Linked DNA regions of Anser cygnoides: region 2 is linked to region 1. A link is a contact called in public Hi-C data. All regions are on one chromosome and are shown on one strand. The core of a region is the stretch at or near the end of the contact, and the rest is flanking DNA. Distances in the headings are between cores, read along the strand shown.

Region 1 (5,487 bases), core at 1,574-4,073:
GTAAGTGGGCACTGTCTCACAGGGTTTCAGTCTCAGGTTTTGTTAAAGCACCGTCCTCATCGGGGTGATCACACCTTTGGACGTGCTGTCCACCCTTGGCTCGTTCTTGTGAACGGAACAGCCAAATTGCCAAGTGCCCAGAACGAGCAGCTGGACCCAGGCTGTCCACCGCAGGTACATCCCTGGTGGGTGCATCCCTCGGAGGTGTCCTTCAGAGACAGCTCGGTGGAAGCAGCTCCCATTCGAGCCCACAGGATGGATCGTAGGGAAGGGCCAACCAAGTCGAGGCCTCTGTCAGCCCTGTGGCCAGCCAAGGCCCCTAGGGCTATGGTGGTGTTCCCCAGCTGGGTGCCCGCAGCACCCTCGGGGAGAGGCTTTCTGTGTGTGGGGAGGATGTGGCAGCGCCACCGTCTCCACAGCCCCTTCCCCTCCTCCCTCTTCCCTCACGTCGCACACTCAGACACATGGGATGTTTCATAAAGAAAAAATATGGCATGTTTACAGAGAGAAATTTCAAGAAGTGTTAATTTAATATGCTAAAGTGTTCCCTTCAGCATTTTACCTTTGTTGTTGTTTTCACAAAACAGCCAAGACTAAATAATGAGCCCAGAGCTGTGCCCTTTGGTAGTGTGATACCTCATTACCCACGAGCGGCCTCCATCTGCCCTCATGGCTGCACAGGGAGCCATTACGATTATGATGGAAATCTCAGAAGCCATTACCAAGATGCAACAGAGGGCCTACTGCAGACAGCCTAATGGACTAATTTGTAATTGGGAGAGGGAAATGACTTAGCGAGCTCAGGCTTGGTTTTGATGAGTGTGGAAGTGCGCATGCTAAATGTGATAAATGAACAGGAATGCTTGTTTGCGCAGTGGGTTTTACAAGGCCTTCAATCTCTCCTGGGGATTGGAGGCGTGCTGACAAGTCTTGAGAAGCGAGGAGGAAAGGGCTCAGGGGAGGCGAGGAAGATGCAAAGAGAGTAGCTAAGGATAAATCGGTGAGGAAAACTAATGGCAATAAAAACCCAAGGAAATGGCTGTGTCTGCCAGGAAAGCAGTAATTAGGATGCTTTTTGCGTGCATATCTTTAGCCATTAAAATTGAAAATGAGAGTGCACCATGGCATTTGCTAAGTTAAAAAAGGAGAAAAGAAAATCCCACATACACTAAAAAAGCAAGCAGCGAATTAAAACTGCAGCTTCTATCAAAAAGTACAGCCGGGTTTGCAATCAAGCCCATTTGTTTAACGCAGAGCGGTTAGACACCACTGGTGTGACAGATGAAGGGATTCCTCACAAAGCTGTGCCCTGAGAGAGAGTTTTGATGGCTGCTGCCACGCAGTGCGAGTCCTGCGGTGCCTCTGTGGCAGCAGCGTTGCCCCTGCACCACACAAAGTTAGAGAGAGATTCAAGCGTAACTGTGCCCAAACAGATCAGCGGAGGTCATGGAGTACCTCTCTCTCCCGGGATCTTAGAATCTGATTCTGCAATGTGACCAAACCGTATGGAGACTTGCATTGCATTGGTTTGAATTTGGCAGTCTGCAGGAGACATCACGCAAATACATCTCACTTGGTCTCTCCTTTAAAAAGTGTTTTGTCAGGGATAGCCTTTGTGTGTTTTTTTTTTTTTGTGCTCGATCTGTTAAGTTACTGCCAATCAGCAGCGCATGCACTGCCTTGAGTTTCATGCGGGCTCTCTGAATAGTAAAGATGGCATTGAATAGCTATTTGTACAGATGGCCCAGAGGTTTGGCTTCCTCTTGTGGTTTCAGCTTATACCAGGCCAGGATTCACGGCAGTCATTAAGTTTGCTTTTACGTAAGTTTTGAAAGGCTCTTCAGCACCTTGTGCCAAGCTTAGACTTCCTTTCCCTCTCTTTTAACGTCCTTTGCCTTTATGAGGCATACAATGGGGGAGAGTGGTGCGAGCACTTTGGCTTGGCAGTGTTTTGGGGAGGGTGGCAGTCATGTTCTTCTCAGGAAAAGGCCCTTGGCCATTAAGACTTCACAAATAATTAACACCATCTAGAAATACATGTGGATGTGCACAGACAACCAAAACACATGCAAAGTAGAAGTAGTTGATGGAGTCTGGGGTAAGAAACACCCAGTATGGAAGCACAGATGTGGTGGAAATGCCCTATATCCGATCCAATAATACGGTTTTGTTTGTTGTTGTTTGTGAGCCGTTGAGAGAGAAATTCCAAAATCCCACAAACTCACCGTACATCACAATACATCTGATGGATACATTAGAATAACTTTTACATTTTTAGTCAAATGGCGTAAGATTTTTTTTCTTCCCCATCTCCTCCATTTTCCCCCTGAAAACATGTAATGTAACATTATTGCTAGACAAGGAATTGTTTATGGCATGAAGTTGCCTTGCTTTAAGACACTAAAGGTACAAACCGTTATCTATGATAAGCCATAGACATTCTCAGTTTGCATTCATTTATTGTATTGAGGGACAGATAATAGATTGCCATTGTTTCTGGCACAGGGATTATAAATAAAGCAAACTGCCATTCAGTGGCTGTATTTATTTATTTATTTGTTTGTTTATTATGTTTATTTATTCCTTATTCTTGTTTGCAGACTAAATAGGATTTAATGAGGAAAAATAAGACCAGAACTTCTGTTCTTGTAGCCAGTAAATACCATGGTTATCTCATAGAATAAAGTCAGGGTTTATGAATGTTTGCATTTGTGGCTGATCACTCATAACATGAATAGCGTGTTTTGACCAGAGTAGCAGCATGTGACTCCAGAGTGCTATTCGTGACTTTCTGACCCTAAGCAAATCATTTAATCTCTGGATATCTCTTGACAGAGTTTACAGTTCCATCTGTAAATAGGGTATGTTAACATTGTCCTGCTTGCAAGCCTGTCATGCGGCTTTAATTCATCAATATTTGTGAAGCTCTTTGAGCTGCCATATAACTACATGTCATTAATATATCTTATCTAAAAATCTATTTACGTTCAATCTTAATACAGATGTGTTCTAGATAATTTTATTCTGTTGCTAATAGTCTTCAAAATATCATTCCAAAAAGGGTTCTACTAAAATTGAGTGCATCTTAAAAAGAGAATTTAAATCTCCTTAATGTTTTGACTGCGCTCATAAATGAGGAATGTTGTTCTGCAATAATTCAGACCAGATCTGTGGACACAAAATCACATGCTTTTGTATTAGCCAGAGCACACAATGTGGAATGTACACCAGCTTCATGGTTTTTTGCTGGCCTTATGCAAGCTGCAATAAGACAAGTAATGTAATCTGGTTTTGAAGACCAAAGAAAAAGAAATTGCTTTCTTTACAAATGCATTCTGCTTTAAATCAGTGGGACGTTGTACTTGAATAAGACCACAAAGATAGAGCCTTTAGGTAGCAATAATAGGAACTTGTTCCCTCTGTGTGCTTTACCTGAACTATTGTCAGTTCTTCCTTGTTGTCCCCATGTCACTCCCGGGCTTTTTTCCTTGTTACAGGCAGCCCAGATTCTGCAAGGCAAAGCTAGACTTGAGCCTGGTGGACTGGGATATGGGCATGTAGGCTTCATACAGGCCATGATATTGAGGCCCTTATCTAGAAACTATTCAGTGCCTAAAACTTCTTCAGTGCTTCAGCTACACAGTGCCTAACACCGTGAGCCTGTGACATCTGGTGAATATTTTAAAAAATGATAAAATGGAAAATAGTTGTTTGATTGAAATATGTACATGGAAGCCTGAAAGTTAGGTGTAGCCAGCAGTATTTGACCTCATAATAAAATAACTTGTAAATATCTATTCTGTGGGTATATTCATTCCTTTATAATTTCAAAGATTTGAAGGAAATAACATTTGTGTATGCAACTTCTTGTCACTGTGGGGATCCATTCAGCTAGAACCGCCAGACAAAAGGGCCATCTCATGGTAGTTCTGAGGAGGATTCTGCGTATGGGAGAAGCTCTCAGACACTGCAGGTCATTCTTTCACTCAGGTTTTTCCCCCCTTCATGACTTCATCTTTTCGTGTTTTCTGCTTTCTTTCTTTCCTGTCCCGTGGAATAGGCTTGCAGCCACCAATGAGGTAGAACTGCTGTGTTGTCGATATGTGACCAACTATTTCTCTCTCTCTCTTAGCAAGTTGAAACTGAGAAAATCCCATACGGATCTTCATTCAGTGTAAATCTGCAAAATCTTAATGAGCATAATGATACTGTATTGATTTACACCAAATAAAAATTAGTTTGTCATTGTTGCAGACTACACAACAGCATGCAAGCATCCTATTTACTGGTGTCTTGCTCACATATGTGTTTGTTAGAATTTTTCTCTTTCCTTTTAGTTCTGCATTTTACGAATGTCACTCCAGGCCCCTTGTTGTTAGTGATGTGGAGATTTATCTTGGCCGGTTTCCACGGTGACACCTCAAAAAGAGTCATTTCAAGGTGCTGGCCTGTCCTGTGTTATTTCATATGTGTGAAACATCAACATTTTCACTTCTTCGATGTTTCCTCTGAACAGAGAGGTACATAAATGGTTGGGAGTCTTTAATAAATAGACATGTGTGGGTGCTGTTTTTATTGGTATGATGCCGAATCTGCAACAAAAGCATCACAGTTATACAAGGCACCTGGGAGCAAGTAATGGAGAAGGAAAAGAACTGCGCAGTATAAAGCCGTCTTTTCTCTCATAAATAGCTGGCTGAAAAATAACTCAGCGAAATGTAAAAGTAAGACAGTGCAAGCGTGTGTGCATTTGTGTGTGTGAGAGTTATGGTAGGTCCAGCAGAAAACTGGCTCTGAGACCTAAATGCTAAACTACCTGAAGTGGAGAGGTTATAGTTTATTCCCAGCTCTGCTTGCTGGGTCACAGAGAGCAGCTGGAGCAGAAAATTGTATGCAGGAAAGAGTGAGAGGCTGCGAGGGTGAGGGTGAGGGGGTAGCGCTGGCTCCAGCGGCTGCAGAGGAATAACTGCAGGGTAAGCTGCAGCTCAAGTGTGTGCAGGGCAGCCTGGCTGGGGGAATACACTTGCAGCAGTGTTTGAAGTGACTTTTGGAGAGGCAGCTAGAGGAAACATCTGCCTAGAGACAGCAAGTCGATGGGGGGATCACAGGAATGGGGAATCTCTTCTTTAGGTGTTCTGTATGCAGACTAGAGATGGAATAAAGGAAGGAGCACACATTTTTAACGTCTGTAATTGGGATAGATCTCAGTGTTACATTTCTGTTATAAGTCAGCAACTCATTCTATGGTGTTGGGGCATTTTTTCTACACACAAGTAACAACAAAAGGAAAACTTGCTTCTTCCCATGCTTTCCTGAACTAGCATTTTCTACAACAGCTTTCCACATTGTCATCTGTTCTCTTTGCCGTTAATAGCTTCAAGTACAGATCACAAACCTCAGTTTTGCAGTGTATACCAAATATAGGTGATATGCATATATTTTCCTTTTTTACTTGGTTAGACGTTTCGGCACATGTAGGGATCAGAA
Region 2 (5,620 bases), core at 965-3,464, 110 kb before region 1:
TCCCCTCCCCACCAATTGGTTCCCCCCCCACACTTCTCTTTAATTAGATTAGAGAAAAATAAAATTAAACTATTAAGGCAATTAAATTCTTAACATTTGATCAGTTAGCTGAATGCAAATCTATTCTCCATCTTTCTGCTAAAGGGCTGATACATGGAGTATTATGTTCTGCACTGCTACTTGGCTTCTTAAGAAAGACAGCAAAATGCTTGGGCTCAAATAAAATAGAAAGATATTTTTTTTTTCACTATACTGCTTCCCTCCCCCTTCGCATTCACAGGTAACTGCCACTTCTTAACCAGTGCAGACTCTGTTCTCTTGCTTACAAGTGTCAAGTCTCAAATTCCTCAGTTGTACACAGCTAGGCAAGCTATGTTAACTTAATTTAGATGGCCATTCAGGAGTTAACTGCTCTCATGAACTTGTGATAAATTACACAAATGTCTGATGGCGTCATAAGGAACTGTCCCCAAATAGTGAATGAAAGCCTTCAGTCAGTAAGGTTTTACTGTTTTCTCTCTTTTCGAAGACAGAAAGTGGCAGACAGTGGCTTGATAGTTTGGGGATGTATGTCCTGTGATCGTGGCGCATCCTCTTAGTTGTTGCTGTTGTAGGCTTTGCTTGCATGGTGCATAGGGACACCATGCAAATAGCCCTGCACGTGCCCCCTGCAAGCTGGTTTCAGCGTTGGAAGCAGTGCTGGGGCAGCTCTGCCTTAGCTGGGGCGGCACACTGGGCAGCCTGTGCCTTCCAGCACCAAAGCCTGTTGCAGCAGGACAGTGCGTGATGCCACCCCGATGGATCGTCCTGCTCAGAGCTTGCTCTGTGATCTCTAACTTGGAACTCCTTCGTACCATGAGTGCGGGATGATGGGAGTCATAATTTCCATGTTTGGTAAAGGAAGTGGAATTTATGTAGTGGTGGAAAGATAAATCATATGATTCTTGCATACACACGAAGTGTTGGCCCTCAACTGTCCCAGCCAAAATCAGGTTAGGACAGCTGACTCCTGTGCCCTGTCTCTGAACCCCTGGGGCATCTCAGCTGAGTTTTCTAGGTGTCACTGGAAAGCGCTGGTTGGGGTCTGGCTCCCTGGTGGCACCTCCAGTTGCCCAGGAGATAGTTGTTTCATTCAGTTGCTAATTTTTGCAAACCAAAATGTTGGTCCTTAAGAAAGATGTCTCAGCATGCCCGAGGTGATGTCAGCACTGCAGTAGCTGGTACTGTGCCCCAAATCTTGATGCTACACAATTGTATACCTTTACCTTTTGTTTTCAATGCAAAGTGGATATCTATGCAAATCTGTTTCCTACTTAGCAAATCTGGCTTCAAGAGGCAACAATACTGCTAACACTGGTAGTATTTACTTCAGGTTCTAATAGCGTGATGGTTCTGACACTCCTAGAAAAGTTCAAGTATCCTTAAAAAGCAGAAGCCTTACTTGATAGCAAATAAAATTGAGCACTCGATATTAATGGTCTTCCAATTAAAGTTAGAGCAAACTTGTCTCAGTGTGTTCATCTCACTATGCATCTCTTTAGATGCTTAAAGAAGTGGGTTGACCCCTGAAAATTTAAAGTGTCAGTCCAAGTTAGAGAGCTCCCCTAGTGCCAGTACTTTGGGTGGTCCTGTCCCGCATGGCACTTGGACCAGCTGCTGGAATTTTGTTCTTCCAGCTTTCCTAAGCGTGCAGGCTGGGCCGTACATGGTGACAGCAGGCGCGTACAGCAGCGCTGAAGTCACCGCCTGTGGATCTTCCCAGGTGTTTCCATCGCCGCTCTCTGGATTGAGGGGCACCCTTGTAGCCTGCTGGCAGCCCAAACACAAACATCAGTGGGGTTGGTTTGTGTGCTGCCCAAGGGTGTCACACAAGTACTCCCTGCACATAAAGACGTTGTGGAATTTCATTAATTCATTCATCAATACAAGCCATTAAAAGAAACTGTCTTGTTAACTGGTATCTTGGATACTAATCGGCAGCTTCTATTAAACATCAACCTGCTGATACTGTCAGTGTCACAAAGGGTAATGACCTGCGGTGCTGAGTGGAATAAATGCATGCAGGCAGCCCTCAGGAATAAACAAACGTTTGAGACCCTTTATTGTAGTCTGAGGCATTTTGGAAGAGGGAACGTAAGGGAGGGGGAACAATGCAGTTAATAGCAGAGCAGAAAGGTTTCAATATTGTGCCACTTAGAGGAGTTCCGGTTTGCGTAAATCCAGTGCGTGTTCACTTACCTCGGAGAAACTGTTCGGGGGTGTGTGTGTGTATTCTTGTACTCCTGCATCAGATCTTGAAAGCGGTGAACAAATGAAGTCTGAACCCAGGAAATAAGAGAGACAGTAGGAAGAGATGGTTGGAAGATAACAGAATTTTGTTAGAAGGAATTGTCTGGGGAAATGGGTAAGAAACACACCATGAACTTCCTCTGCCGTGCTGGAGCTATAGGCCACTTAAGTGAGTCCAGTTTGTTACACTGTAATCAGGAGGCAAATGTTGAAATATATGTGGAAATTCTTGCCCTTGCCTATGACAAATACAGCTGGGAGGTCTGGTAAAGCTGCAGGTGGGACAAAACAACAGTATACAACAAACCCATGCTCAATTATCTGCCAGGCTTTTCAGTCACTCAGTCAGTGATGGGTGCTCAGCAAGGTCAAACATCTTATACCATTATAAATAATCCAAACTTGTTATCTACATCTCTCTACAAACAAAGAGCACAGTCACCAATATTTATTTTGCATGAAAGTAAAATACGGAAATTTTACATCATCTAAAGTACACCGAAGATTTTGCAAACTGAGTCAAAGTTTACCATGGTTTCTGCCAGCAAGCAGTAGAGCTCATGTTGTTTAAGGTCCCTGTGCAGTCTTGTGAAAATGGGACATATCAATACCTAGTTTGTAGATTATGTCTTTCTGTCATTTTATGCAGTTTAGGTTTTGTTCATCAAATAAAATTTCAATTACACAAACCATTCAAAACCATGTCCAAAGAATTTTACAAGTTTTTCACTAATTTAATTCTTGCTATTCACAGTCTAAGTTCTGTTGTTGTTGAAGAGTTAACATTTGCAATATTTCAGCTTGTTCTATCGATTACCCAGGTACTGCTAGATCTCTGTGAAGTATTCTTATCACCGGAAAGAAAAACAGTGCTAGTACTTCAGCTGAATGCTGTGGGTGAAAGTTCACTCATGAAGTGGGTGAAAGTTATTCTGGATTAGCATCATGAATTAACTCAGTCTAACTTCTTGCAAACTAGTGCAAATTAAGTCTTCTGTATAGGCTGACTCTTGGCCACCTACCTGGCATTACTTGATTGCATGTCCGTAGTAGAACTGCCGGGTTGGTTGGTGGTATGCTTGGTGAGATATGCGTAGGCGTTTAAATGAGCCCTCCAAGAACACACCAATATGGTTGTCTTGACCAGAAGTCTGAAATAGAAATAGAGAGCAGCAGTCTCTAACATATCCCCCGAGCACCGTGTGTGTTGCTTTTCTACCACTGAACACATCAGCAGTTGCTTCTTAGTGGAGATTGCTTCTTATGAATGCCACTCTGTGTGCTCCCTGGTCACTTCAGTTCTTGTGGGTTCTCTTCTGAGATGTTTGTTTCATAGTGGTGAACCTCAGACCCCAGGGACTCCTTACCGTGATTTTCTTGGGGCTATAGTGGGCTATTAATCAGCCCATGTACTTTTTCACTTCCAGTCCCTTTGTAGAATTAGTTGAGTGGGATTTGTTGACTCTTCCTCCAGCTACAATATCTGATAAAATCTTCGTCCCAAGAAGGGTCTCCTGAAGCTTCTGTTTATGCTCTTACTACTGCCGCGTGCTTGCAATTGTGCACAACGCTTGGACCCCCTTCAGCCCCTTCTCTCCCCACCCCCCCTCTTTTTTTGAATTACTAGCGGGTGACAAATAGCTACTGCTTTCCACTCCATTTCGCCAGGCACAGCTTCTTTCCTGTCCTCATGAGGTTTCTGACCTTTCAGTCAATGCCTTTTGCAGCCCCCCAGGGGCCTCCAGGGAGCTGTAATGGACTCACGTTAATTGCCTGTTGAAGGACAGAAGCAGTTCCTAGCAGGATGATTGGTGATCCCCCTGTGAGTACAGCTGTCCTGGTCAGTGAAAAGATTGATCTGACACACACAAACATTTCGGCTCACTGCTCGATGTGTCTCACAGAGCATGCACATAATCACTGCTCTGGCTTTAGTGGTTTCCTGTCTGCCCACACTGCACCGTGGGTCTATTTGCTAGTGCTGTGACTCAGAGGAGCGAGTGAACGAGAGACTATCCATTCTAATCCCCTTGTGGGTTACGGTAGTTTAGATAGAAGATACCCCACAGACTGCAGTATAATCCAAAGATTTATAAAGTCAGTCATATGGGTTGGTTTTCTTTTTTTTTCATTGCTCTCAGTGGAAGCATATCTTCCATTCTGGCTTAAACATGTTTTAATGTAGTTTAAAGTGCAAGTGATGCAGTTTTTAAAGTACACATGCATGCATCCAGGGGAAAAAAAAAAAAAAGAATCTCCCATTTCTGCTAAAATCCAAACATATCTTTAAAATTAGGAAAGTGGAGGAATTTCTCTTACACTTCTTGCTTCTGTTCTTCTGCAGCTGGATAAACCATTATGTTCTCATTAGAACTGAGTATGGGTCAGTTTGCAGAGCTCTGTGCAAATATTATTTTTTCCCACTTTTGCTTTGTATACATTCAACCTGTGTTAGGCTTCAAGCTCCAAATCTGAAAGAGAAACTCTGCCAAAATCAGCAAACATGCTTTGATATTGCAAAGTTTTGACCTCAGATATTATCAACCTATGCATGTTTTCTATCTGAAAATATTAATCAGTTCAAATCCACTCATTCATTGGCACATGTTCAACAAAATATGTTTTCAACCTGGTCCATGGTTTATCATTTGTAACAAAGGTTTTGCACAGTACTGGTCACCACACAGGTAAGCTTCTCCTGAAGTAAATCCCCAGTAAAGTTTAAAAGGATTGACCTAAGTGCTGCTTAAAAAGATTCTTCTCTTAGTTGCTTCATCCTCTTACCTCCGTGCTTCACGTTAGCCAGAAATGAGACGGTCCTGCTTTAAATCCATGCATCCAACCACCTGTGAACTTGGAGGAGTACAAAATCTGACACAGGTTCTCAGTTCTTCAGGTAGTGAATGAACTTGTGTTCATTAAGGCTTGGTCTAAAGCCTCATGTCTAAATGTTTCATTGCATTAGAATACATGATGCCCAAATACAAAAGTCTTACCCTGTGCTACCTTTTTGTTTTAATTGGTGTTGCAAAATCTCATACAGAAACAAATACAATACAAGGCAATACAGCTAAAATCGATTTGTGACAAAATTTAGCGATTATATGTTTCTTGCGTTTTAGTAAATGTTCTGCTTTTCTGAAGTACAGACCAGTAAAGGAATTTAGAAAGCATCAGTGAGAAGAGAATTCTAGAGATGATGAAAAATGGCAAGGATGAGGTAATTCGTCATTCTTTGGGGTCCTACAGACATACAAACACAGACCTGCGAAATATTATTTCTCCAAGAAGTTGCTTTATTACAAGTGTCAATCAAAATACTGCATTCCTG

What was found. A called contact is a pair of places that touch in the nucleus more often than the background predicts.
Region 2: a contact with region 1 is called in a Hi-C map of fetal liver, with 1.6 times the contacts expected there. The contact joins two enhancer-like sites. A contact is called at or near these places in 2 of 7 Hi-C or Micro-C datasets (fetal liver and liver).

Annotation. Positions count from the first base shown.
Region 1 is chr18:2,934,942-2,940,428 of Taihu_goose_T2T_genome, reverse strand. The region is part of intron 5 of AUTS2 (activator of transcription and developmental regulator AUTS2); the gene reads left to right. Among named protein-coding and RNA genes, the nearest start is that of GALNT17, 270 kb to the right of the region's middle. Within about 2 kb of position 2,823, at least 1 of the 3 cell types and tissues checked has open chromatin away from gene starts, as enhancers often do. A contact at or near this core is called in fetal liver, where this site is marked.
Region 2 is chr18:3,044,380-3,049,999 of Taihu_goose_T2T_genome, reverse strand. All of the region lies in intron 4 of AUTS2 (activator of transcription and developmental regulator AUTS2), which reads left to right. Among named protein-coding and RNA genes, the nearest start is that of GALNT17, 380 kb to the right of the region's middle. Within about 2 kb of position 2,214, at least 2 of the 3 cell types and tissues checked have open chromatin away from gene starts, as enhancers often do. A contact at or near this core is called in fetal liver, where this site is marked.